Linked DNA regions of Cricetulus griseus: regions 1 and 3 are each linked to region 2. A link is a contact called in public Hi-C data. All regions are on one chromosome and are shown on one strand. The core of a region is the stretch at or near the end of the contact, and the rest is flanking DNA. Distances in the headings are between cores, read along the strand shown. Region 1 has its middle 92 kb from the start of Id2. Region 2 holds the start of Id2 (DNA-binding protein inhibitor ID-2). Region 3 has its middle 110 kb from the start of Id2.

What was found. Hi-C and Micro-C count contacts between places; a contact is called where the count stands out from the background.
Region 1: a Hi-C map of the CHO-K1 cell line shows a contact between it and region 2, with 3 times the contacts expected there. The contact joins the enhancer-like site here to the promoter of Id2 in region 2. A contact is called at or near these places in 3 of 8 Hi-C or Micro-C datasets (the CHK-Q cell line, the CHO-K1 cell line and fibroblasts).
Region 3: a contact with region 2 is called in a Hi-C map of the CHL-YN cell line, with 6 times the contacts expected there. The contact joins the enhancer-like site here to the promoter of Id2 in region 2. A contact is called at or near these places in 2 of 8 Hi-C or Micro-C datasets (the CHK-Q cell line and the CHL-YN cell line).

The regions. Positions count from the first base shown.
Region 1 is chr7:28,062,936-28,066,390 of CriGri-PICRH-1.0, forward strand. No RefSeq gene overlaps it. Among named protein-coding and RNA genes, the nearest start is that of Id2, 92 kb to the left of the region's middle. Within about 2 kb of position 1,531, at least 4 of the 6 cell types and tissues checked have open chromatin away from gene starts, as enhancers often do. A contact at or near this core is called in the CHO-K1 cell line and fibroblasts, where this site is marked.
Region 2 is chr7:27,971,207-27,974,366 of CriGri-PICRH-1.0, forward strand. It overlaps Id2 (DNA-binding protein inhibitor ID-2), which reads right to left and starts at 1,796. Exons shown (of 2, transcript XM_027424708.2): 1 at 1,373-1,796; 2 at 1-137. The coding sequence starts at 1,720. The coding sequence ends at 111.
Region 3 is chr7:28,083,229-28,086,808 of CriGri-PICRH-1.0, forward strand. No RefSeq gene overlaps it. Among named protein-coding and RNA genes, the nearest start is that of Id2, 110 kb to the left of the region's middle. Within about 2 kb of position 1,428, at least 5 of the 6 cell types and tissues checked have open chromatin away from gene starts, as enhancers often do.

The sequences.
Region 1 (3,455 bases), core at 281-2,780, 91 kb after region 2:
GCCTTCAGTGATGAAATTGGCCAAGGCAGGAGTGTTTATACCATATAAATTGGCACAAGCTTCAAACAGAGCTGCTTTAATTCCCCTACTCCCTGGACCTGACTGTTGTATATCTCCTAGCATGCCACGCTCCCAAGACCCAAGAACACCGAGGCTTAATGAGTGGAAACCTCCACCTCAGACAAGGCCCCTGTCTGGATTGGATGTCAGGAGGCCTCTGGCTTCCTTGAAGCTTTCTCATCTTCCCCATGTGTCTGGAAGTCTTCTGTCTTTCAAAGACCATGGTGGCCCGGGCTCCTATTTCCTGGGCTCTGGAGGTCTGGACAGCAGGAGGGAATCAGGGCTGCCTACCATGGCCCTTCTTAGTGTAAACTGTAGCAACTTCTGGTTCTTTCCCTCCATTTCCAGGAAGCCCAGGGAGGGTGGGGTGAGCCCCAGCCTCTCAGAGCTGACATTTCTACTTGCCAACACATAGTGAGAATTAATGACGGACATAAGCATCATGTAAAGTGACAGGGGAGGCAGAGGACTCTCTCCTCCCTGAAAGACAGACGGGCCATGCTATGCTTCATCTGTAGAGCACCTGCATGTGCTGGGGCTCTCCCAAGGCAGGTCCCCATGCTTGCTCCATTTGACAGATAAGGAAACTGAGGTGCAAAGAGGAAGTAGCCTATCACAGACAAACACTGTGAGGGGCGGATGCGAGAGCTCCTCAAGGGGCAGCACCTGGGCCTGGCTTCCACATTCCTCCAGACTCAAGTGCAGATATGGACTCTGGACCAACATGACATTTGGACCCCTTGTGGGCATCTACATCTCCCTGACTCTCTGGATGAAGAAGGGGTTTCTCCAGTTGCTGTGAGAGGGCAGCAGGAAGTACTGCTGTCCTACGTCTAGACTCCCAGTTGTATATCGGGCCCCTGAGTTCTCCGAGGCTCACTGAGGCAGCTGGGAGGGTCCCGAGGCCTTGGAATCATGGTGTTTGTAAGTCACCCAACAAAGTGAGGCCGAGCATGGGTGGGTTTCTCTTGGCTACAGATGATGCCCAGATCCCCTATTCCTTCATATAAGCCCACAATGTCCACTTCCATGCTACCATGCTAATGGGCTCATATATTTCCCCATTCAGCTGATGGTGAATACTGTGCTATTTTAAGCCCACATGGAAGTATTTTTTTTTTTTTTTTTTAGGACCATCTGCTACTGGCCCCAGCCCAGATGATACAGTTGGAGCCCTACCCACAGCATCCTCTCCCGCCTTCAGATGGTTCCAGGAACGAGAGTGAGTCAGACCCAGCTGAAGCCTGCCTTGTTAACCCAAGCCATAGCCCAGGGGCCCAGCACAGGGGACCACCTGCTTACGGGGCAGGTGTTCTCTGCAACCTCTCTGCACAGGAAGGGAATCTCACCCTAAGCCTCAGACGGGCATTCAGACCCACCCTTCCAGATGTGCCCCTTCCCTTTTCAGGGGACTGCAGTCAGTCACAAGTTCAAGAGCAGCTGCTGCAGCTCCTTGCCATAGCAGCTTGTCACAGAGTGAAACTGGTGGCTCATAGCTTGGTCACTTCCTGCCGCGGAGGCTCTCAGAAGAACTCGTGGATCTACTTTGGGTGTAAAAAAGGCGGGTGCCTTTAGGGAAGGGGCTGCCCAGCAAAGGTAGTGTCCTGGGCAGCCCTCTACCTGGGCCACCGAGAAGGTGACTTTAAACACCTGTGCCTCAGTGTGCTCTTCAGCTACAGATTCAGGCATAGCTGCATCTCTCCAGCTGGCTGCTCTTCCTTAGCAACTAATGGCTCATTGTGGAGAGAGGCCACTGGCATCCAGTGCACAGGGAGGATACTGCTCACACTTCTGGCTTACAGGCCATGCTGTACAGAGCTACATTACCCGATCTTGGCCCATATTAGCTTTTCTGTAAATACAGGGTAATGTGACCTATCTCCTATGATGCACATGAGTGTTATAGAGGATCACATATGGGAAGGGTCTGTTCTGCTGCCCACTGGTCATGTTTTGTAGAATTGTGAGCTGTGATGGTACCCTCTGAGTCTACTGAGAAGCTGGAGGGAGCTGAGGGGTCACAGCCTCTGGACTTGTCACCGTCTTTATGTACTTGTTGACCCTTGGCCTTTCCTTGCCATAGAACAGGCCTTTTCACTGGAGAGTTCATGGGTTATAGTTACTTTGATTCCATGAGTGTTTGCTCCAGCCTGGCTGTCACACCACATCAAAATTATTGTAGCTTTTGCCTTTGTCCATGACTGTGGGAACCTGGGAATCCCAGAGGCCAGGACATGGCTTGGTGTTTATCTTTTCTGAAGTCCCCTTCTCCTTCAGTGGATATGGTGTGCTTGGATGTGCTTGTGTTGGGTGGAGCCCAGCCTCATTGTGAAGTCACGGTGGCAGTCCCCACAATGGGTCCTGGAGTCCTGTTGGGGCCTGAACCCTTTTGGCCTGGAGTCCTGCTAGCACAACTTCCTGCTCTGGAGTCTCTCTGCTGCCCCTGTAGAGCCTTGCAGTTTATCTGTGGTCAACTTTCTCACCCATTTCCTGCCAGCTGCTACTGGTTTTTCAGTCAGCTTCTACAACTATGGTAATTGGGAAAGGGCACAGACTGCTGTCCGAGTGATTCATCAGCTGTGGCAGTCGGGACGTGGAGACAGGGGCATACCCTGTGTAGAGAGGGGCACCTCCACCCAGCCTGGGTCTGTCCCCTGGACTCTGTCAGTAACACAGAAAAGACCATGGGACACACACACATTGTGAACAAAAAGCTGGTGTATGCATTTGTGTGTACATGTGAGGCACAAGGGAATTTTTTTTAAAAACTGGAGCCAAAGTAAATGGTTTCATGTTTTGAGAAGTCTGAACATGGCTCCTTTCAAGGGGAACCCTAGCCTTCTCCCTGAGGTATTAATGGGTGAATGTGGCACACTCTGATTAGGCTATCTGATCATACTTAAATTTTTGTCCTTGGCATTTCCAAAAATGAAGAGAAGGAAATTCCCTCACTGGAGCAGATTACTCCTCCAGACTGAACACTTTGAATGTGTCTACTCATTATTCTCGTTTTATGCTTTGAAACAGTGTTTTGGAGTTGCTCAAATGCTGGCAATCACTACTCAAGGGTGTCTATCCAGAGACTTCTCTGCAGGGGTGGAACCCTGTATGGACAGCAGAGTCCCCAGAGGGTGGGACTAGAGGGAGAACTTGTGTGTAAATGGTGGGGTGTGGGAGGTGGGGGCGCCAGGCCTGGCTCCCAGCCTCAGATCCAGGGCCTAGGGGATTGGACCAGCCATCTGGCTTCTACCTACCTCTCAGCTGGCCCTTCCTATTACATCATTAGTAGATTTTATTAATCTGTTAGTAGATGAGAATTGTGAAGAATGAAAATGAATTACACAGTGGAGTCTACATATTTCCTGCCTCTTCTTGGATACCAAGTTCTGGGCAAG
Region 2 (3,160 bases), core at 546-3,045:
CTGTAGAAAGGGCATTGAAAGTCTCTCATAAATAACGGTATCACAGTCCGGGCTGGAGAACTTCTGGGGAAGATGGTCACTCTCCCTTTTCCTTCCGTTTGTTTTTCTTTTTAAAAAGGTCCATTCAAATTGTCCTCCTGGTGAAATGGTTGAAAAGAAAAGAAAAAAAAGTTCAGCAACTTAACAGATCCTGTAGACTTCTTGTTGTGCAAAAAGAAAAGAGAAAGTAAAAAGAAAAAAAGTCCCAAGACGCCTGCAAAAGATTGGGAGAGAAAAGCAGCTTAGGGGTGAGTAACCTAAGGGCAAAGGCGGGCAGTCTGGCGCCGGGGAAGCCACAGTTTGAGCATTTGAATCAAACCCTGGCTCTGGTGTCCAGATGCAGCACACATACCCAGCCTCAACAGCACAAATTAAACATGAAAATAGCAGAGACTCGAGGGGGAAACTTCCCAAACCCAGTCTCCTATTTGGATCTCTAACAGCCCGCTCACAGGCGCCAGTATGCTTCTTGTAACAATTATTTGATTGAAAACAGCCCTTTAGTCAACAGATAGGGAAATCTGGATCCCAGAGCATAGGGGGCAAGGCTCAGGGTAGCAATCTTCAGCTGGCTAGAGAAACCTCAGCAGTTTTGGGGAAGGAGAATCACTATGGAATTTGTAGCGATAAGATTAATTAGAGCCGAGGTTCGTACCTCATAGTACCACCGCTGGGCTCACAAAAGCCAATAATAACATTTTGTCCTGCCATAAGTTACTGGCATTTCTTTTCTTTTCTTTCTTTCTTTCTTTCTTTCTTTCTTTCTTTCTTTCTTTCTTTCTTTCTTTCTTTCTTTCTTTCAAGGCAAATGTTCTGTAATCCCGAGCAACCACAGCTACAAGCCCCTTCATGTCTATCTGGTAAGACAAGAGGCACCCCGTAACACAGCGAAGTAAGCATGCATTTACCAAATCAAACATTTTACAGACGCACACAAGCACATTACTAAAACGCGCACACAGGAGGAGACACCCGCAAACACTCACCATTTATTCAGCCACAGAGTACTTTGCTATCGTTCGACATAAGCTCAGAAGGGAATTCAGATGCCTGGAGAGAGAGAGAGAGAGGATAAAAGGCAGGATATTAGACAATCTTAAAAGACAGCCTCCCTCTTCCTTTTACGAAAGTGCCAAGTCCCATTTAACAGGTTCACGCTACAAGGCAGATCCAGACGCAGCCCACAGAAGAACTTAAGTAGCGATCTCACGTGAGGCTCGATTCACAGTGCACAGTTTCCTTAAAAATAAAGTTAATGAGCCCGGGCTTTAAGAGTGACAGGTCGGGCGACCCGGAACTCACAGGCAGCAGGGTACTGGCGAGCGAGTCTCACCTGCAAGGACAGAATGCTGATGTCCGTGTTCAGGGTGGTCAACGGCGTCCTGGACACCTGGTTCTGTCCAGGTCTCTGGTGGTGCAGGCTGACGATGGTGGGGTGCGAGTCCAGGGCGATCTGCAGGTCCAAGATGTAATCGATGACGTGCTGCAGGATTTCCATCTTGGTCACCTTCTTGTTCTGCGGGATGCTGGGCACCAGTTCCTTGAGCTTGGAGTAGCAGTCGTTCATGTTGTAGAGCAGGCTCATCGGGTCGTCCACCGGGGTTTTGCTCCGGGAGATGCCCAAGCCGTGGTCCGACAGGCTGTTTTTCCTAACGGACCTCACCGGACTGAAGGCTTTCATGCTGCTCTTAGGAGGGAGCCGCCGCAGGGGGCTGAGCAGGCTGCGCGGCACCTGGCTCGGCTCAGAATGAAGCGCGAGCCGGGCGGGGCGGCTTTTATGCGCACTCGCCCGGGCCGCTGGATCGGGCATCCCTCAGCCGCCATTGGTGGAAGGCGTTCCGTCCATCATGCCGAGCGAGCTATCCCATTGGCGAGTGAGAGCGCTCGGTCCTTCCGCGTTTGCAGCCAATGCCCGTGGGGTGGGAGGAGCGCGCGCGAGCCCAGCTGGGGTGGTAAATTGAGTACAGTGTGCGCTGGTAGACCGGGGGGCCCGGGTGTGCAAATGTGCACGCCTGATTCCAATCCCCAGAGCCGTAGGACCCCCCCCCCACCCCGCCCTGAGGGTGTGCCCGGAGCAAGCCATCCCTGCCCGGGGGCTGCCTGCTGCCCCAAGGTCTCCGCTCAGCAGAGGGGAAGTCATAGGTCGCTAGCGTCAGAGAAGACAGCGACCTTTGCTGAAGGGAAAAGAAGCGAGCCGTTAGGAAGTCACGTTTGCAGAGCGAGTTCCTTCTTTTAAGGTCAAGAAAAGCTATGTTTGAGAGGGGGAGAAAAAACTACCCAGGTACACATTCAGGACAACTTTAGCGTGGGGCTTTGCAACTTGGAGCAACGCGGGAGGCCTTCTGGGAAACTCGGTGACAGGAGTGTTGCAGCGAACACTGTGCGGTCTCCCTCAGACCGCAGAGGAGCCCCGAGGGACCCGGCAGGTTCAGGATCCCCCCACCCCCCAAGAATGAGGCAGGGTTGGTATAGTGACTCCATTAATCGGAGGCCATTGGTAGGGTTTTCTCACAGAACTACCTTTACATATACCGCCACTGCCCTTGGTCTGTGCCCTTCAGTGTAGGAGTGACGCGATTAATTATGCACAAATCGTGATTTCTGGTGTCACATTCCAGCACTCTCCGCTCTTGGGAAGCTCTTTGTCAGGTAGGTGGTCCTAGCTATTGACTGACAGCTTATCGCTGTTATTAAAGAAAATGCTGTTGCGTATGAGGTTAGGAATCTTTGGCACCCTTTTCAGAGGCAGCAACATTTTAGAAAGTTTGGAGCTCTCGACTCCAGTACTTTAATTCACAGTGAATTATTGCTTTGCAAAAGACTACCGTATATTAGAGCGAAAATATTTCTCTAAAAAATAAAAGTAAAAACAGAAAGGGTAAACTGGTAGTATCATGTTAACTTTTTTTTCTTTTTCTTCATCCACCACATGTAAGAATGTAAGAAAGAGGAAGAAGGCAGAATCCGGGCAAAGCGATGCAGTGGGGGGAACAGTATTTTCCCTTCAATTAATGATTAATTCCTCAGCTGGTGGGCCAGGCAATCTCTGACCTCCACGTGACAGCCATGTGCCCCAGGGCTTCTCTCTAGGGAGGCAGAGTCCGGTGGCGAAGAGGTGGTA
Region 3 (3,580 bases), core at 178-2,677, 110 kb after region 2:
TCACCTTTCAAGCTGCCCCATGCAACGGGGGAAACCCTCACACTGCCCCACAGGCGTCCCTGAGGACTCACTGCTTCAGAATGCAACAACTGGGGTGTTGACCACAGCCATCTAATTATGGAAGAAACAACCAGCTTTATGTTGGGTCCAGATATAGCATAGAATGCTCTCAGTTTGGTGTTTCTGTTTCGCTCTCTCCAGGATCTCACCATGTAGCCTGGCTTGTCCTAGACCTGGCTATGTAGACCTATCTGGCTTCTGCTTACAACTAGCCTGCCTTCTGTGCATTTCTTAACTTTTTATATGTTATTTATATTTGTAAAATCAATTAATTATTTTTGTTGTTGTTGTTGTTATTAAGACCGGGTTTCTCTGTGTAGCTTTGGAACCTGTCCTGGAACTCACAGATTTCCACCTGCCTCTGCCTCCCGAGTGCTGTGATTAAAGGCGTGTACTACCACCTCCTGGCACATTTTTTTTTTTAATTAGAAGAATTAAAATAGTGATAAAATACTTATAACCAAGTTTACCATTGTAACCCTTTGTAAGTGCTTCATCTGGGCCTTTATGCTTCTTTTCCATAGTTTTTTATGTTTTGTTCCCCCCTCCTGCCCCCCAGGGTGCTTCCTTCTCCCTGTTTCGCATCCAATGTCTCTATACTTTTGGGTGCCCCACAGAGAACACCACTGCTCCTGAGCGTCCCCTCGGGGCCACTTCAGAACTCTCCAACTACAGCTCGGGGTTGCGTTTCGCTTCCAGAGTTCTTCACTTACTCACGTTTCTGCGATTTGGGATGAGTGTCTTCAGTTTCTGTCTATAAAATGCAAATCACTCCTCTCCCCTCTCAGACTGTTGTGCCCAGAGAGTGGCTGGCTCTTACCCCCGGAAATGGGCCTCTTACTGCCACTGCCCCGGGGCTGGCAGAACAGCTGCGTTGGCTGAGCAGGAAGTGGTGAACAGACTGGATCCTGTTCCAGCACGTCGGGGGTGTGGGGATGGGGGGAAGAAATTTCTGCCAGAGAAGCTCGGCCCAAGGCTGATCACTGACCTCCTGTGTGGTACAATCGATCTGGATCAGCCACATCCCCCTTGTTCCTTCCCCATATGGGAAAGTCGCTGCAGGTGTGCCGAGCCACACAAAGCAGCTTGGGAGATAGCAGCCCAGGAAAAATAATTCCGCCTGTAAACACCTGTGTTAACAAGCGCTGTATTTGTACAGCTATTTTCTTTTTCAAACACTGTTTACACACACCTATTCTCTTACCTCGTTCAGGTGTGTCTTGCATGGCATCTGGGGACCCACTGGCAGGAGGCCAAGCTGCCTTGGAAATGCCTTGTGTCCTCTGCCCAGCAATGTAGTACCTCCGGGACTGCCAGGCCTTCAGCTGGAGCTCTGGGGCTGCTAGGTCAGCCTCTTGGAATGCATTCAGGTCCTTAGGAGCTTGAGGTTTGCAGGCTTCATGTGACCAGAAGGGCCTGCCCAGGGCCTCTTAGGGGACAGTGACCCCAGCTGGATGAAAGAGGACACCTGCTAGCCCAGACCATTTTGCATTTTCACACCCAGTGGAAATTTGAACCCCTGGCCCACCTGATTACACCAGTGGCTAGATGGAGATGCCAGGACCTAACAATGAAGTCTTCCTGGGAGGATAGTGACCAGGGAGTCAGTGGTTTCAGGTCTGCTCTCTGGCTTCCTACAGAGACTTCTAGAGTTCTCCTGGATTCCCTTTGACTCCACAGATGTCCTTACTCAGGCTCCTGGCCTCAAGTCCAGGTGCACACAGACTCATTCAGAATCCTTGCAGCATCCTGTATTCAGGCCCAGGCCTAGGATATGTCATAGCCTGGGGCCTCCAGTGCCACTCTCCTGATGAGAGTGAGACATTGTTATCCTGAATGTTTATTTACTACAAAACCTTTCTCAAAATAGCTACATAGCTATAGAATGAGTGTGCAGACAGTGTGGCAAGAGCCCTGTGCCGCTCCAGCAGCGCCGTTACTGAGGAGGGTTTGGCACCGGGGAACCCACAACTACATTTGACAGTTGATTTCAACATCTCTAATTCCCCCCTAAGTGTTTCTTCTGTCCCAGGATCCTCTTTGAGGCCTGGATCATCACCTGTCCTCTGGCCTGTGACAGTTTCTCAGACTCTCCCTGTCTGGCATGGCCGCACCAGTTTGAGGCAGCATTTTTCTTACAGTCTGAGTATGAGTGTGACCTATCTCTGTTGGTGCTGCCCTCCGTATGCTTGCTGAGGGCGGTGTTCGTCAGGTCCCTTCACTGCCAAGAGCTCCCTTGCAGCACTATTCTCCTTCCCCCTGTTCTTCAGAGGTCAGATAATGCCTGACCTGGGGAGGGGGTGGCCAGTCTCTACCCCTGGGGGGGGGGAAGGCTGTCTCTTCTGGATACTCAGATGGTCTCTGCCCCCCCCCCCATGTATGTACTCACTAGTTTATACCTGTGGGCATGGATGGATTCGTAGGTTGTTATTTTATATCAGGGCTAGCATCCCATCCTTACCCTGTCACTCCATGGCTATAATTGTCCCAGTTCGGGGTCCTGCTGGTGACTCAGTCCTTTCTCTTTCTGAGCACTTCCTCACTCAAGGGAAAGGCACTTTTGCTGAACACCTGCTTGGGCCTTTCATTTGCATTTTCAGTTTTACCCATCCCTTCCCCAAACACTCTCTTCCTCTCAGACCTGCAGTCTTCACTCTGGTCTTCACAGTAGTGTGTGTCATGGGAGACTTGAGGTGGGGAGGCAAGTTTGCACTCCACTTCTGTCCCTCGCCAGCTGCACATTTGGGAACAGGTTCCTTAGACTCTGCTGTGCATGAGTGGAGGTCAGAGGTCAGTCTTCAGTCTTCAGTGTTGTTTCTCAGGAGGCATCTGCCTTGTTTTTTTTTTTTTTTTAAAAAAAAAAACAGGTTTGCTCAACATAGTCTGGAACTCATCCAGTGGGCTAGGCTGGCTGTCTAGCCTAAAGATTCACCTGTCTCTGGTCCTGAGATTAAGTGATCTGGGTAATTTCTTGACCTTTAGTGACCCAGATTGGACCAGATGGGCTTTGAAGTCTCCCTCTTTTCTGATGTCCCATGCAGGCCCAGGTACGGGTACCTGGAGGTGTGGGTGAAGAACAGAGACAGCTGGGGAGGGGCCACAGGCTAGAATCAACTTTGTAATTCTGCAAGTAGGAAAGACATCTGTTTTCCCTAGGAGAGGGGACTTAAACCCTGAAACTGTGACCTTTGGAGGCAAAGCCCTTTGCTGGGTGCTTGGGCTCTTTGCATAACCAGGTTGACCGAGCACAGGCTGATCTGATGGTATGCTAATTCCCTTGCCTTTGTGTGTAGGCAAATCCACATGTTTGTCCCATTGCTATTAGAATCGGTCTCTCATGAGCTCTTCTCATCCCAGCAGTGGTGCTTTAACTTCTGTCACCAAGTGGGATTTTGGTGAGGGTGTGAAGTTGGTTATCTATTGTGCATTTTCCAGCTTGGTTACAGGTACTGAAACCAGAGGCCAGAGCCTGACTCACAGTGGGGTGTGACAGTGCATACTGTGTCCTGTGGGAGTTGTC